Regions from separate parts of the Mus musculus genome. Here region 1 is linked to region 2. A link is a contact called in public promoter capture Hi-C data. All regions are on one chromosome and are shown on one strand. The core of a region is the stretch at or near the end of the contact, and the rest is flanking DNA. Distances in the headings are between cores, read along the strand shown. Region 1 overlaps Gm39701. Region 2 holds the start of Fcrlb (Fc receptor-like B).

Region 1 (3,791 bases), core at 591-3,090, 38 kb after region 2:
TACCACTCCCCTGGTTATGTTTATGACCAGTTTGAGAGAAAAACCAAATATAAAAGAGAGCCGGTGTCATTAACTCTGGCCCTGCTGTTGGGAGGACTTACTATGGGCGGCATAGCTGCAGGAGTAGGAACAGGGACTACAGCCCTAGTGGCCACCAAACAATTCGAGCAGCTCCAGGCAGCCATACATACAGACCTTGGGGCCTTAGAAAAATCAGTCAGTGCCCTAGAAAAGTCTCTGACCTCGTTGTCTGAGGTGGTCCTACAGAACCGGAGAGGATTAGATCTGCTGTTCCTAAAAGAAGGAGGATTATGTGCTGCCCTAAAAGAAGAATGCTGTTTCTATGCAGACCACACTGGCGTAGTAAGGGATAGCATGGCTAAGCTAAGAGAAAGGCTAAACCAGAGGCAAAAATTGTTCGAATCAGGACAAGGGTGGTTTGAGGGACTGTTTAACAGGTCCCCATGGTTCACGACCCTGATATCCACCATTATGGGCCCTCTGATAGTACTTTTATTAATCCTACTCCTCGGACCCTGCATTCTCAACCGCTTGGTCCAGTTTGTAAAAGACAGAATTTCGGTGGTGCAGGCCCTGGTTCTGACCCAACAGTATCACCAACTCAAATCAATAGATCCAGAAGAAGTAGAATCGCGTGAATAAAAGATTTTATTCAGTTTCCAGAAAGAGGGGGGAATGAAAGACCCCACCATAAGGCTTAGCAAGCTAGCTGCAGTAACGCCATTTTGCAAGGCATGAAAAAGTACCAGAGCTGAGTTCTCAAAAGTCACAAGGAAGTTTAGTTAAAGAATAAGGCTGAACAAAACTGGGACAGGGGCCAAACAGGATATCTGTGGTCGAGCACCTGGGCCCCGGCTCAGGGCCAAGAACAGATGGTACTCAGATAAAGCGAAACTAGCAACAGTTTCTGGAAAGTCCCACCTCAGTTTCAAGTTCCCCAAAAGACCGGGAAAAACCCCAAGCCTTATTTAAACTAACCAATCAGCTCGCTTCTCGCTTCTGTAACCGCGCTTTTTGCTCCCCAGCCCTATAAAAAGGGTAAAAACCCCACACTCGGTGCGCCAGTCATCCGATAGACTGAGTCGCCCGGGTACCCGTGTTCCCAATAAAGCCTTTTGCTGTTTGCATCCGAAACGTGGCCTCGCTGTTCCTTGGGAGGGTCTCCTCAGAGTGATTGACTACCCAGCTCGGGGGTCTTTCAAACCTATCCTCTGGTGCTCATTTCTCCCTCCTGTATCTAGAAACACTCTAAGGGTCAAGGTTTGCCACGCTCTCTCCCACTCTTTCACTTAGCCAAGGATGAAAGTGTCCTTCCCTGCTCAGCTGGGGTTTGTTCTTGGTAACTGTGCCACAGTTTGGAACAGAAAACAAACAAACTTAGTAGTAGACCATTCTCTAGACTCTTCAAATTGGTCTTAAAGTGAGTGATGGCACACACCTCTAATCCTAGTACCCAGAAGGCAGAGGCAGGAGGATCTCTATGAGTTCCAGGACAGCCAGGACTACATAGAGAGACTCTGTCTCAAAAAAGAAAAAGAAAGAAAGAAGGAAAGAAGGAAGGAAGGAAGGAAGGAAGGAAGGAAGGAAGGAAGGAAGGAAGGAAGGAAGGAAGGAAGGAAAAGCTCTTGAAGTTCTTGGCCTACAGAAAAACCTGAAATAAGTGTCTTTTTGTCTAGTCTCTGTATCAGTTACTGGTCCTTCTGCTGTGATGGAAGGAAGGTTTATTTGGTGTCAGAGTTGAGGGTACAATGTAACACTGCAGAGAAGAGGTAGGGAACAGAGTCCCAGACAGCTTTTCACATTGCATCTGCAATTGAGGAAGCAAAGAAAGATGACAGCCCTTGCTAGCCTCTCCCTTTTCAAGCAGTTCAGGACTTTAGTTCCTGGAATGCCCCTGCCCACATTCACGGTGGGTCTTCCCATCTCCTTTAATCTAATTCAGACAGTCCTTCATAAGCACGCCCAGAGGCTTGTTGCCTAGGTGACTCTAGATCTTATCAGGTTGACAGTCAATTTAAACCTTCAAAGTCTCTTCATGGTGACTCTGCAAATTTGTTTAGCAGACACCAAGGTTTATCTTTCCTCTCTGTTACTTTCCTTAAGATTGCGGGCATAGGATAAAGCCTTTAATTCTCAGCCACCCTGGATTTTCTCAGTGTGTTAATTAGTTAAAATGATTGTTGAAACAAAATACCTAGCAGAAAACAAAACATCCTAGAAGGTGTAGAATAGAAAAAGTATGGGGTATGTGGGTCACACCTGTAATCCTAGCACTCGCTTGTATTCAGATGCTAAATTCTGTACCCTAAGATCTGGTTGCTCCAAGATGAGCAGATTCTCAAGTATATCATCAGCTTTGGTTGTTTAAACCTTGCCCCCCAGTTATCCATGATTGGTTAATAGACACCTACAGTCTATAGTTGGGAAGAAAAGAGGTAGGTGAGGCTTCAGTTCCTAGGCTTGTGATCTGGGGTAGGGCCAGCAAGAAGAGGAGAGGGGAGGGGAGGGGAGGGGAGGGGAGGGGAGGGGAGGGGAGGGGAGGGGAGGGGAGGGGAGGGGAGGAGAGGAGAGGAGAGGAGAATAAGAGGGGGAAAAGTTGTCATGGGGTAGGTGGACCACGAGCACAAACAAGGCCATGAGGACTGGCCTGTTGAAGTAGCAGTGGCCCAGGCAGAACATACCAAACGATATCTCACGGTTATTGACAGGGAATAGACAAAATAGCACAGAGGGTTGATATCTGCCCAACTCTAGTGCTTTTAAGGCTTATTATAAATATAAAGGTTTTGTGTCTTTTATGTGGGAACTAAATGATCTAAGGTGGGGTAGAAACCCCAAATAATATTTACAGCAACGGGCTACGGTGTAAGTCTGTGGGGGGAAAATAAAAAGCAAACCGTATAGTTGCTAGAGACTGACGCAACCATGGGGCTATATCACATCACACATCATGTGACCATTCAAACAGGGAAGAAACAAGACCATCCCAAACTAGCAGAAGCCAACAGGGCTTATCAAGACTGCCACAGTGTTATTACTTCACTGTAATTCCATCTCTATTCTGTTAGTCTGGAAGCGTCTCATTCCAATCGTTGAATCTGAAATCCAAAAACCTCAGGTAAGAACAGAGGAGCATGCCTTTAATCCCAGCACTTGGAAGGAAGAGGCAGGTAGATCTCTGGGTTCCAGGCCAGCTAGATCTATGTAGAGTTCCAGGATGGTCAGGGCTGAGCAAATGCTATTCTCAGACAAACTCCAATGCACCCCTTGAGTATCCAATAATCCTATATATACCTTAGCTCACGAATAAGACCTTTCTTCCATTAAAACTTATACATAAAAAAAGCTATGCAAAGCCCTAGCAATCATACTCTTTGAGAAACACATTCACACCTCTCAAGTGTATATTTTTACTCTATAGTAAAGCCTTTGCCAGATTCCTTACTCTTTCCTGTCTCTGGAGTCTTTCCCCAATGGTAATAAGAACCTGGAAACAAGTAGGTAGACCTTTCTTCCCTAACTTCTGCCACCAGCAATAGAATCACTGGCTTCTTCCCTCCAAGACACATAGCCAAGGAAATGAAAAAGCCTGTGATATTCTTCTGATTCGACAGAGCAATTTTACTGGTACTTCTTCTACATTCTAACACAGAGATACCAGCTACGGCATTATTGCCCAGCCAACAAATTCTGAAATAGGTTAACCAAATAAAGTTATGTTCTTTAACATAAATTGGTGGGGTGGGGGGTAGAGAGATGGCTCAACAGTT
Region 2 (4,029 bases), core at 866-3,365:
CTGCCTCATCTCTCTTTTTCTTATTTCATTCCTTGTAAAAAGACCTTTGAGAAAGGGTATTGCTATATGGCCTAGGCTGGCCTCAAACTTGTGGGAATTCTCCTGCCTCAGCCTCCTGAGTGTAAGATTACAGATGCATAATTACTGGCTACTTTTTTTTTAAGATCACAAATAATTAACTTTAATTATGAGATCATTTTTCAAACAAACACATCTTTAATTGTTTCCTCCCCTTCATCTCCGTCCCTCTTCTCTTCCTTGTACCCTGCCACCTCCCACCTCCGGTAGCCTCTCTCGCTATGGAGATTTACATGTGGCATTGGCATTTTGACACACCTCCTCTCCACCTCTTGTTCTCCTCACTTGGCCTCCAGTCTAGTGCCATGAAACAACCCCCAGTTTCAATCCCTTTATTTATATTCACATAGACATTAAAACTCAGAATCCTGGCTGGGCTGATGTGGTGGAGCACAACTTTAATCTTAGCGCTTGGAAGACACTTAGAAGGGGGCAGTAGGTTGATCTCTGTGGGTTCCAGGCCAGCCAGCCTAGGCTACAAAATGAGACTATGTCTAAAAAAAAAATTAGAGAAACAGCAAAAAAACAAACCAAAACAAATATGCAAACAGGACTCTGTTTGGGTGTGGTACATGGCTTTACCTCAGTATTCAAGAGGTAGACACCAAAAAATCCTTGTAGTTCAAGGCTAACCTAGTATACACAGTGAGTTCCAGGCCAGTCAGGGATCCGAGAGAGAGAGAGAGGGAGAGAGAGAGAGAGAGAGAGAGAGACAGAGAGACAGAGAGAGACAGAGAGAGACAGAGAGAGACAGAGAGAGACAGAGAGAAACAGAGACAGAGACAGACAGAGACAGAGAGAGACAGAGACAGAGACAGAGACAGAGACAGAGAGACAGAGGAGGGGGAACTTAGGATTCTGGGTTCCAGTAGTGTCAGGAGAGCACAATTTTTGACTTTCTGAAACCAGGTCACCCCACTTAATAAATTAATAATATTAATTTGCTTCATGCTCCATCAGGAAGACGGGGAGGGGGATGGCTTTTGGACCAGGAAATCTTTACTGCAGGCTTCTGCCTACTCCAGAGACTCAAGGTGGTTCTGTGTGACCTTTTTTTTTTTTTTCTTCTTGTCCCCTGGGAATAGCCCGATGTCTACTCTGCCAGTAGGGCCAGCACTCACCGTTAGACACAGAGAGGTGGATAGGATCACTGACGGGTGCTCCTCGTGTCTGACATCGATACACCCCTGGTGCCTGCACCTCGATGCTCTTCTTGTGGGAAGGCAGGAGGACATGGCCCAGGTACCAGAGAGTGCTAATGGGCCGGAGCTCCAGCAGCAGAGGGTGGTATCCATCACATCTCAGGGTTACTCGCTCTCCCTTGAAGATGGTGGTCCAAGGTGGGTGTAGAGTCAGTACAGGCTTCTCCAGAGTAGCTGGGGATGTGGGGGATGGGGCCGTGTGAGGAAGTAAAGTAAGATGAGGTGCTTGCCCAAAAATAAAGTCCCAGGATTGGGAATTGTTGGGAAACACCAGTTTCTGGGTCCCAGCCCACAGAGGAACCAACCCTGGCAATGAGGGAGACCACAGACATGAGGCTGCAGACAAGGAATCTATTAATCATAAGCCATTTCTGACCGTGTCTATGCTCAAGAACATTTAGTCATCAAGATTGGGCAAGAGTGGGGGGGGGAATACCATCTCAGAACAGCCAGGAACTGGGGCATCTACCCTCGTGGAACTCATCAAAACTTGGATGAGAGATGTATAAGACTTACCAGCTTTTCCACTTCTTGGAACTGCAAAGCAAGAAAGAAGGAAGAGGTTGAGGACTGTCCTCAGTGACAGGAAAGACTCTTGATCCTGGGAAAGCCTGAGTTTCCTTTGTCCATACCAAATTACCCAGCTTTGAGAAAGCTAGCTCCATTTCATCACCCCAAGGCAGACAGAGAACCATATGAAACCTGAGGTCAGCAAAGGTGGCTGCTCTCTTATCCCACATAACCCTGCCCTGTCATACTCTCCCCCTCCCCAAATCCTGCTGATGCCCCCTCATTACTGACTCACCCAGAAGCAGGAGGGCTGCAAGCATCCACATAATGACTCTGCCTGCAGGCTCGGTAGAGGTTGGAGGCATGGATGTGGGGCAGAGAGAAAAAAGATAGATGGAAGCAGACATTGGGAACTGGGAGACACTGTTGCTTCTTCTGTCCATTCCCACTTCCTCAAGATGGTGGAACACAAAGACCAGGATGTCACCTGAGTGTGTTACTCACCTACCCCAAGCATCAAGCACTGTCCTATCTACCCCTCTGTAGCCATGTTCCAGCTCAGCCCAGCCTTGACTTCTATAGAGAAGCCCTATAGAGCTGTGACTTCTACCACTCTCAAGAGTCACATAGATTCCCCAGGCTCCATTGGGTCCATCAATATCCCACTCCCACCCCAACCTTTCCCTAGTAGCCAGTCCCATTGATGTTCATAAAGCCCATCTTATTCCTGCTTAATCCCTGATGACAGGTATTCTTGGTGTGAGGCCTAGAGAGGTCATTGTGTGTTCCGAAGCAGAGCTTATATCCTCCCACCCATGGGTAGACAGAAAGGCGTGATTCATTCATCCTGCTATGCTCCTGCTGACCTGTTGTTCCCCAAGTAAAAACCAGAAGTGTAAAGTGTTTTCTTCTCCTCCCTTCCTCGAATCTGAAACACTTCTTCCCTCCCCACCCACAATGATCTCGAGCTATGGTACCTTCACTTGCTTGCTCCTTTCTTCTTGCCTTCCGTCTGACCCTAACACCCTTCCCCAGCCAAGTCCTAGTCCACAGGGCTATGGCCTGGGAGAGAGGCCACTGACTGCATGAGCCCCTCGGAGGCTTCTCAAATCCGACCTCTCTGCTTCGCTCCTCTGAGCCACGTGACCACACCTGAGCAATGAAGAGCCCAAGTTTCAAGTAAATATTTAATGAAGTTTCCAACCTGATAGTATGTCTCCCTGAGCTCTGCCCTGTCTGCACTGGCGGCTGTTTAGAACCAGGACATCTGCCTTCCTTGGAACCCTAGCAGGAAGGAGATCAGTGGTCAGATACAGTCAGCTCTCCAAGATCCCATCCTCCAGTTTTGCTGAGGCACCAAGTTTTCCTCTGAGAATTCCCTCATATTTTCAGTGCAGTGTGCTTTTTCCCTGTTAAAATACAAATGCATCTGAGGAAAACATGACCAGTCTTCAATTATGCTGACCTTTTTGGATCTTGCTTTGGAAGCATGATTTGATTGGAAGAAGGGAGACAGAGGACAGGGGAGAGGGAGAGGGAAAGGGAGAGAGAGAGTTATCATGTAGGTCTGAAAAGTAGGATGGTATCTGATAAGGTGAGCCAGCGTAGGGGAGGAGGGAACCGGAGAGAGCCGAGATGAATGCCCATTTAGGCAGCACTCATGTGCTTCCCTACAGCCCTGCCTGCCTCCTCATCTTGGGACCAGTGTGGGATTCCTCACACCAACCACAGCCTGTCCCCACGGTCTGACTTCTGCACGGCCCACCACCTCTACAGTAAAAGTTCGCAGAGTCTACACAAGCAGACTATTTGGCTTCTCATAAGTCAGAACCAAGATCCCAGTCCCTTGCCTGGGTTCCAGAAGAAACCTGATCACATTAAAACTTCATGAGCTGTGTCGTCTTTCTTGAACTTATAGGAATCGGCCTCGGAGCTCATTAGCCATTCAGATAATGCTTGGAACTGGATCCAAAAAGCATCCTGCCCAACACCCGCTTATTCCACTTCCCTCTGAACTTTTCTCAAGTGGGTCTTTTTCTCTACGCAGGACCCTTCCCATAGGATTTTAATTCTTTGATGCTTTGCACACTGCTAAGGCTTTTAGTATGCAGACAAGTTTGGAAAGTATTAGGTTACTTTGGGTTTGTTTTGTTTTTCCTTGTTAAGGGTGTGCTATCCTGCACAGCCTGGTCTCAAACTCTCAAGTGGGCTAAAGTGTTTCTAGTTTCCTCAGCCCTCT

What was found. Promoter capture Hi-C pulls out the DNA fragments that hold promoters and counts their contacts.
Region 1: a promoter capture Hi-C map of macrophages shows a contact between it and region 2, with 15 read pairs. The contact joins the enhancer-like site here to the promoter of Fcrlb in region 2. A contact is called at or near these places in 18 of 39 promoter capture datasets (the 3T3-L1 cell line, 3T3-L1-derived adipocytes, the C10 cell line and 13 more), 1 of 15 datasets of contacts at CTCF or cohesin (the NIH/3T3 cell line), 9 of 484 Hi-C or Micro-C datasets (the Patski cell line, bone marrow-derived dendritic cells, bone marrow-derived macrophages and 5 more), 27 of 115 datasets of contacts at active chromatin or transcription factors (CD4 single positive thymocytes, the HPC-7 cell line, the NIH/3T3 cell line and 15 more) and 8 of 9 other capture datasets (adipose tissue, bone marrow-derived macrophages, embryonic stem cells and 5 more).

The regions. Positions count from the first base shown.
Region 1 is chr1:170,948,956-170,952,746 of GRCm38.p6, forward strand. Gm39701 reads left to right here. Exons shown (of 2, transcript XM_011238892.2): 2 at 411-808. The coding sequence ends at 663. Among named protein-coding and RNA genes, the nearest start is that of Gm39701, 5.7 kb to the left of the region's middle. Within about 2 kb of position 1,841, at least 40 of the 459 cell types and tissues checked have an H3K27ac peak or open chromatin away from gene starts, as enhancers often do. A contact at or near this core is called in the HPC-7 cell line, double positive thymocytes, macrophages and 2 more, where this site is marked.
Region 2 is chr1:170,910,826-170,914,854 of GRCm38.p6, forward strand. It overlaps Fcrlb (Fc receptor-like B), which reads right to left and starts at 2,116. Exons shown (of 6, transcript NM_001029984.2): 1 at 2,086-2,116; 2 at 1,797-1,817; 3 at 1,200-1,454. The coding sequence starts at 2,116.